Regions from separate parts of the Mus musculus genome. Here region 1 is linked to region 2. A link is a contact called in public Hi-C data. All regions are on one chromosome and are shown on one strand. Each heading gives the region's core, a stretch centred on a gene start, on an enhancer-like site or on the middle of the called end of the contact. The rest is flanking DNA. Distances are from core to core; before and after follow the strand shown.

What was found. A called contact is a pair of places that touch in the nucleus more often than the background predicts.
Region 1: a Hi-C map of epidermal suprabasal cells shows a contact between it and region 2, with 3 times the contacts expected there. The contact joins the promoter of Tacstd2 here to the enhancer-like site in region 2. A contact is called at or near these places in 6 of 39 promoter capture datasets (the 3T3-L1 cell line, embryonic stem cells, epiblast stem cells and 2 more), 2 of 15 datasets of contacts at CTCF or cohesin (embryonic stem cells and stem cell-derived epiblast-like cells), 29 of 484 Hi-C or Micro-C datasets (the AML12 cell line, the C2C12 cell line, CD8 T cells and 18 more), 3 of 115 datasets of contacts at active chromatin or transcription factors (bone marrow-derived dendritic cells and embryonic stem cells) and 2 of 9 other capture datasets (embryonic stem cells and pancreatic islet).

Annotation. Positions count from the first base shown.
Region 1 is chr6:67,534,190-67,538,361 of GRCm38.p6, forward strand. Tacstd2 (tumor-associated calcium signal transducer 2) reads right to left here and starts at 1,633. Exons shown (of 1, transcript NM_020047.3): 1 at 1-1,633. The coding sequence starts at 1,517. The coding sequence ends at 564.
Region 2 is chr6:67,457,934-67,462,504 of GRCm38.p6, forward strand. The region is part of intron 6 of Il23r (interleukin 23 receptor); the gene reads right to left. Among named protein-coding and RNA genes, the nearest start is that of Il23r, 32 kb to the right of the region's middle. Within about 2 kb of position 1,683, at least 20 of the 459 cell types and tissues checked have an H3K27ac peak or open chromatin away from gene starts, as enhancers often do. A contact at or near this core is called in the C2C12 cell line and epidermal suprabasal cells, where this site is marked.

The DNA of each region.
Region 1 (4,172 bases), core at 383-2,882, 76 kb after region 2:
TACAAAAGAGAACTCTCTAGGATCAGCTACATCAAGGACAAGCAGAAAAATAGATGCAGTCCAACAAAGACATTGAAAATGACTTCAGACGTTGGAAATGCCTTTTCTTATACAAACGATGGCAGATGAACACTGCGCAGGATCAATTAGTGAGTGAACTGCTCTTCCTTTCCTGAAGGTTGGGAGGCAGGGAGCGAATGGGTCACCAACAACCCGGATAGCCAAATCGCCGCTTTCCCATTTCAAACCGTTTAAGTCTTTGGGTAGATTCAAGTCGCTGGGAAACAAGTGGGCTGCCTGGCACTAGCTTCTTAACCAAGCTATCTAGCCTTTGCTTAACTCTCCCGGTCAGGTTTCCAGTGACTAGACAAGGAATTTCAGAAATGCGTCCTTAAAAAACCAAGGGCGAGGGAGGTGACCTGAGCTCAGCATCTAGAGAACTTGTTTGTGGAGAGAGAAGGAAGAGGTCAAAGCTGGGAGGAAAATTACCTCCTGACTGAGAATTAACAGGCCAACCCATCTGGTCTGAGGTGCCGAGGAAGTCGGGGCATCCTACAGGAAACCTACAAGCTAGGTTCGCTTCTCATCTCCCCCAGCTCCTTAAGCTCCACCTTTTTGTATTTGCCCGACTTCCTCCGTTTGGTGACCACCAAGACCACCACACCAGCCACTACCGCTACCGAGACGACAGCGATGACGGCAATGACGCCGGCGGTGAGGCGCTTCATGGAGAACTGGGGGGGCTTCTCGTCCAGGTAGTAGATGAGCGTCCGCTCCACATGCAGGGGTTCCCCACGCACCTGCACGTCCAGGCCGCGGCGGCCCATGAACAGTGACTCGCCTTTAATGTCCCTTTCGAAGTAGTAGGCGGCATCAGCGATGTCCACGTCTCTCAAGCCCTTCTGCGACGCGTTCTGCCGAAGCTCTATCTGAATGGTGGGCTCCTCATAGTGTACCGCGGATAGGAAGCTGGGGTGCAGCTTGTAGCGTTCTTGGAAGAGCCGCCGCAGCTCGGAGTCTAGGTCAGAGTGGTTGAAGGCTCGGTCGGTCGGGCGGTGGCGCAACTCAATGAGGATGTGGTGGGTTCGCACCACTTCGTCGCAGCGCAGGCTTTGGTCTCCCTTGTCCGTGCGGCGCACGCCCACCGAGTTTACGCACCAGCACACCGAGGTCTGGTTGCACTGGCGCGCCTTGAAGCGGCCCTTGTCGTCACACTCCGGGTCGTAGAGGCCATCGTTGTCCAGTATCGCGTGCTCGCTCGGCATCACCAGGCTGCGGCCGCTCTTCCGGGCGCTCATGCGCGCCTTGAGCAGCAGGCACTTGGAAGTTAGCGTGGAGCAGTCGACCAATACCTGTGAGCCCATTGCCCGACATTGGCAGACCCCGCCTGGGCCATTTGTGTCGCAGACCGTCATCTTGTTGGTGGGGCATGTACAGTTGCTCTGAGCCGTGCAAAAGCGGGTCGCCATCGCCAGCAGTAGCAGTAGCAGCGGTGCTAGATCCAAGCCCCTCGCCATGGTGGGGTGGAGTAGAATGGACCTCCAACTACAGACCAGAGGCAGGGATTCTGAAGGATCAGGCTGGGTAGGACACTGCAGGCGACTCCTGCCGGGCTTTTCCCTCCAGCTCTTATAAGCTCCTGTACCTGTAGGACTGGTTAGCTAGTGACTCACTCAATGGAATTTGGGTGGCGCTCCCTATTCCCAGGTCCCGCGGAAGAAGCCGGCAGCCCTGAGCTGCCTGAGATAGAATCAGGCAGGGGAGATTGCTCCTGCCATCTGCTGACCAAAACCCCATAGAGGAAACCAGTACTTACCTGGCCGCACCCCTCCTCATAGCTCAGAACCAGGGCGTCCCACCTTTCCTAGTGCACCTCAGGAGTTTCTCCAGAGGCCCAGCTCCCGACTCTCACGTCCCTACAATTCCAGACCCCATAATCCCGTACCTTCTTTTTCTCTCAACTCCTATCTTCAGTTTCGTTCCTTCCCTCTCTTCTTGCTCCAGAACACCTTATAACACAGTTAAACAGTTCACTGACATAAACCTGATCACATGCCTTTGTCTGTAAACCCTATTCTAGGTGAGATGGTGCAGCTGAGGCAGGGAGACCTGAAGTCACCCAGCCACTGATTTCCCAGGATTCTCCCTGGGCTTTCTGCTTGGCTTTAAGAACTATAAATGAGTATTTACAAAAACAAAATGTTGCAGCATCTGAAGACAGGCTAGTTAAAACAATTCTATTGCTACATCACCTGCACAGCACAATCCAGTTGTCATGGTGTGCCACATATGAAAAGTCCTATTGAACAATGCATATGCCTGTACTTGTGTAAGATAAATGAAAAGAAAAAAAATTGTAGAGTAAGCCAGTCCACTAGGAGAGATGTACAATTTGATTCTAAGAGAGGCAATTTTTTATTTTCTTTCCCTGTATTGAATGATATAACGAGAGAAGGGAGCCTGTGAGAAACTGTGCTTCTTTAATAGGATGAAGGAGCGACACTCTCTTTTAGAATCTAGAGAAAGTCCACCGCTCAAAGCTGTGGTAAAATTAACAATAATTAACAAACTATAATTATTTCCAGGCCCACCTTCAAAATACATTTTATATATATCAGCATTTAATGTACGCCACTAGAATACTGAACAAGGGTGTCATTTGACTCATGGTAGCCAGTTGGGCCTCTCTGCACCATTAATTTTCAAGCAATTCCTGAGGCAGACAGATACAAACATATTATTTTGTCTTTACAGACAGAGGAAGTCGAGACACGAGGGACAAATGCTTACCCAATAGCAGTAGGAGATCTCGGTACACACCTCTGATTTCTACCCCCACTGTCTCTTGAACAACTAGCTTATCCTGTCCAGCTTCCACCCACCTTGCCTCAGAGAAAGATCTAAAGCACAAATGTGTGCACATCTTCTTTTTTGTTGAGAATACTCTCTCTCTCTCTCTCTCTCTCTCTCTCTCTCTCTCTCTCTCTCTCTCTCTGTGTGTGTGTGTGTATGTACAGGTAAGGAGACATCTTGGCTCTAAGAACAGAGTTCATATTTTATGAACTGGTGCACAGTGCCAACTGCTGTCATAGTTACTGCCATCATCATTGTATCCCTGCAAACTTCTCAGACGTCCACCAGCCTTTGCAGAGTTTGGTACCTAGAATCTCCTTTTCTTTATCTGTTTCAGTATACAATTGTGATTTTCTGCTCAACTCCTTGGTTACTTTCAGGAAGCTTTTTCTGATACATCCCTCCCACATCCACTCAGGAATATGTCTTTTGCTTTTACTTCCTTATTTTTTGCATCCTAGGATTAGCAAAAAAAAAAAAAAAAAAAAAAAAAAAAAAAAAAAAAAAATTACCCTTCCTGGGTCTCTGTTGCCCAGAGTAAACTGGGTACATCAGTTTCTGGCTCTGTTTCTTAGATTTTTTTTTTTTCCTGAGAATCAAACTAAATATACAAGGCAGTGAATGGTAAAGCTTGGTAAACTCCAAGACAATGTTATATTCTGTTAAAAAAATTATCCCATCTCCTCACTTTTCAAGTGATTTGCTGGGTGGTCACAATCTACTATCTACTTGTAATACCACCTCATTTTCATTCCCCTGAGTCCCAAGCCATATGGAGGAAAGCTAGTGGGGAGGCAGTCTCAGGGCTGATACATATAGGTAATCATGTGTTGACTACTTAGTTACCTCATGGGATTTTGTTACGTACTGGGAGGAGTGGAAGTGCAGGCATCCAAGCCTGGTATTCTCAATGTGAAGCTAGAGTGAGCAAAGATGACCTTCATATCCCCTGGCTCCCTTCGTTAATAGCTGGTCCTACCAGGCTTTCTCCAACAGGCACAAACCGATCCAGCTCGGATTCTCTCTTCCTCTAATTAAAAGCAAAATCAAGTGCTAGCTTGATTAATTTCTTTGTGTTTTTATTGTAATGTAGAAATACTTAACAAAAGTTTCCCATCATTTCAGGATTGTCCAGTGCTTACAAGGGGCAGCAGCCATGCCAGATTACTGCATCCCTGGCACAGAGTATACAGGAGGCACTAGGTACTGCGTGTTTAATTCACAGTGAATTGTGTCCAGAATGTCACAATATTGATATGACACTCCCTAGAGTGTACATGTGAACTATTTAAGTGTTTATGACCTGGGAGAGATTAATA
Region 2 (4,571 bases), core at 433-2,932:
GGCTGTCCAGTACATCTTTGGGGCTCTAACATGAAATTTAGGTTCAAATTAAGGGCAAAAGGTGTGCATAACTAAGTTGTCCTGGTAAGGTGTAATCCACCCATTACCACTGTCAAGGCTCCAGCCTGTCCTTCAGAATGATCCCACAGGTTGTTAACTTGATGTGAAATCCTGCTCAGTAGGACAAAATATCCTTTCTGGCAGGGACTAGGATCCTGGTCTTTTCCTTCTTCCAGTAAGAGATCCCTGGGTAGGGCTGGATTCTACCATCTTGGGGACCATTGTTTCAATATTCTAATAGCCAAAGGGAGAGACAATTTCCTGTCAGGATAAGACATTTACACTTGGTAAACTAAAGCCAATGAAGTGAGTGTATGCGCACTTGTATATTTATTGTTATTCAATAAATTCTAATGTGGAAAGCCACAAATGTGTCTATGTTATTCACATAGCTCACACAGACACAACCAACATTGGAGATCTGGTCTTATTTTGTAGTTTGGACTAGGCTGTGGCTGGTTTATTTTCCGATTGCTAATGCTGACTTTCTAAATCTTCACTATAGGTCTCAACCCAGTCTTGGGATCCAAGAATATTCTTACATCATGACTGGTCAGAGTATCCTGATTGTGGAGAGATGAAATGTTGTAGTTTATACCCCATATATTCTTGAGCTGTCTTACCCCCTTTTAACAACCATTTGTCTTAAGTTTTGCATTTGGCCTAGCATTCTCTTAGGTAAATGTCCCAGAATGTATCATCATTAAGCCCTTAGATGATGGCATCCACTAACTTCACAATAAGTTAACACACTATATTCCTGTATTATTCTCAGGATTCATAAGGCACAGTGAGAAAGGGACTGCTGTAGGCTGTACAGTTTGAAAGCAGAACTGAGCTTTGCCCCACAGCGTGTGAGCTGAGCCACAAGGCTTTCCTTAGATAGCTGCCTGCCACTGCCCTCCTGCTCTATTTGATGAAGGCAGTGTCACCCCAGAACTGAGGTGAAAGGTGAAGCCCTTTCAACTCTCCATGTTTTTCCACTCATGCACACGAGGGGGCATGACTAAGATGAAAATATAGAATAGTTTCATCCTGGCTATTTTTGATATGGGTGGGAAATCAGAAAGAAGTGGCGATTCGATTCACCTTTTTCTGTTTTAGTGGCTTTATTTTAGGTAGAAGGGATGGGATGTGAGCTTTGTATTGAAACCTGTTGTTCTCATTTTCTGAATATTCACTACCAGAAATATAGAGTTTGTGAGAGGCACTTAATTCCTAACTATGTAAATTTGTAAACACGTGGCTTCACTCATCCAGGCTGTATTTCACTTATATAATGAATGGAGTTACTACTACCTGCCACAGCATTGTTGTGAGGATTACAGGAGATTATGTATCTGATAGAGGCACTTTTATATTGGTTGTATAGCAGTTTCCTCAGAAGAATTCCCTCCATCGAGAGGGAAGGCTCATGAAGTTTAGGAGGTAAACAAAAAGTCTCTTTGATGACCAAGAGAACAGAAACTTGGATGATTCTTCAGGGCTCCTCCCCAGTATGAAACTGAGTAAACAACTGATTGGGAGGGGCCTCTAGCAGCTGGGTGCCACATGGAAGACTTGAGTTACCTGAAAGCTGTGCAGAGAGCTCCAGGGTGTATGCTTTCAATGAGTCATCACCAATGTTGGTTGCTTTGGGTGATGCAGCTGCTTTTGAGTCATCCCTGCTCCTGTGGGGAACTCCTCACTCATACTCCTGTTAGGAACCCCAATAAAAATTCATTGTTTCACAGGCTTGGACTTTGGTGTAATCTTTCATTTGGTTTGTTGTGCGTTCCCTTCTTTCTGGAGTGAACAGTCTGTCTCTGTCTCTGTCTCTCTGTCTCTGTCTCTCTCTCTCTCACTCATTCTCTTGTATCTATCATTTATATATTTATTTATCATCTATAGTTTGTATATGTACCATCTATCTTCTATCTATGTATCTATCTATTATCTATGTAGTTATCATTCATTATCTATTTACATCTACCTATCACCTACCTAACAATCATCTATCTATCTATCTATCTATCTATCTACCTATCTATCATCTATCTAGCATCTATTATCTATCTGTAATCAATCTATTATTCCCTCTCCCATTTGTGTGTGTATGTATTGCAGCTCCTCAGGAAAATGTCATCCTACAACGGTCAATACTATAAAGGCACATTTGTACTTCATAATTTGAAAGATACCTGTAAAAAGTACATTGTAAAAAGCCAGTACCACTGTTAGCTGTTTGTTTTGAGTTAACCTAGACCCAATCCGTATGGTGACTTGGGAGGAATAAAAGATTCAATGACCTTGAGTGTATCGGAACTCCCCTTCTCTTACACAGAGGCCATAATGAGGGAAAGCATAGCAGATAAGCAGAGACAAAGCTGACAACCTGACTAGAGGGACAAAATTAAATCTGAGAATGACTTATTGTCTTTGTATTGACTTGCTATAAAAACATGCTAACTCTGATATCCTGAAGACGGAACTAAAACTCCTGACACAGAGGTAGGCAAGGAATGGCTGTTTCCGAGGGCTAGAACAAGCCAAAGTATGGCAATTAGCCTCTGGATGTGCAACACTCCAGTTGCTCCATAGTACTGAAGTTCTCATTAGTCATCTCTGCAGTCACAAACTTCTTTTCACCAGCTATGTCTGTGTCTTTAGATATGTTGTTATGTATGTCAGTATATAAATACATACAAACATTTAAAGGATTTTAAGGACACTTTTTGTCACTACTGTGTCTTTAAAAACAACAAACAAACAAACAAACAGGGTTTTTAAGATCCTTATTTTAGCCAGGCCTATTTAAGAGAAGAACTTTAAATGTGTATTTTTTAAGTTTGCATTTTAAAAACCTATTTTGAGCCTAACACAAACATATTAGAATTTACATATCATTTTAATGCGTTTCACAATAATGATACATTTTAAAAGACTATTCATTTTTATTTTACTTAAAATAATAATAAATTTGTAAATGTCATATTTTATATTGTGTTGTATGCCTCATAAACACTAATAAAAAGTAAACGGTTTTTCTAACAGAGAGCATTTCAAGGTACCTGAAAAACTTTTAAAAACTTAAATCTTTAACAAGTTATTTATTTAAATTTGGTTAAGACAACAAAAACTAGTAATGTGCTTTATCTGAGTCTCTAACTGTTGGATATCTAATGTACCGTGTGTTTTCTGTGTTCTAGAGACAACCTCTGGAGCTCTCACTTAAAATTATCACATTAAAAATTGTTTTCTAAATTTTCTAATAATGATGTTAAGATTAAAGTATGTTGTAAAAGGTTGCTTAAGAAAAGAAATATGTCACTTCTCAGCTCCATATTCAGGCCCACAACTCTGGCTGCTTTCCTGGAGGCCACACTGGCACCTGGAACAGGAGCCTAGCATAACTTACATCATCAGAGAGATTCCACCCAGCAACCGATGGAAACAGATGCAGAGATCCACAGTCAAACAGTAGGCCAATCTTAGGACATCGCGTCCAGAAAAGAGTAAGGAAGGATTGTAGGAGCCAGAGGGGTCAAGTATACTACAAGAAAACCTACCGAATCAACTAACCTAGGCCCACAGAGACTGAATTGTCAATCAGGGAGTGTGCATGGGGCTGGCCTATGCCCTTTGAACATATATGTAATAGTTGTGTGGCTTGGTCTTCATATGAGACAGTGGGAGCTGGGGCTGTCTCTGACTCTGTTGCCTGCCTTTGGTACCCTTTTCTCCTTTTGGGCTGCCTTCTTTAGCCTCTTAATTATTTAAGGTTAATTCCATACACTGAGATAAATTAAGTTTAATACTTTAATACTTCCCCAAGAGGGAAGATGAACCTAGGTTTACTGCAACTTGATATGCCAAGGCTCATTGATGTCCATGGGAGGCCTCCTCTTTTCTGAAGAGAAACAGAGGAGTGGATGAGAGTTGGGGGGAGGGGTGGGAAGGGAAGGACTGGGAGGAGAGGAGAGAGGGGAAACTTCACTTGCGATGAAAAATAAATTAATAATTAACTAACTGATTAATTCATTCATTAAAACATGTATCTAAGTTAAAATAATATAAAGGTTATAAATTATTTAAGGTTAATTACATACACTGAGATAAATTAAATTTAATACTTGATGTTCTACAGTAATGTTTTCTTAAGTATTGGTTTGTTTTTAATATCCTTTTACTAAATATACATTTAAAACTTATGATTAAATTTTAATTAAATTATAATATTTTTAATATTTTCTCACTGGACAAAGCCTTTCATTTTTAGATAATCAGTCATTGCTTTAACTATAAATATTTCTCTTTAGGGTCTGATGCCTACTTAGACTATTTATACTGTGTTAATGAACAAATATTTAAATTTATTTTAAAGATTTGAACTATTAGAGAAAACACATAGTATTGTAAAGTACTCAACTATGATAACTAAAATTCAGAATTAGTTAAAGAGTCTATCTCAGAGGATAAAAGATCAGATGATTTTACCAACTTAAACCACAAAAAAGACATCACACCAAAGA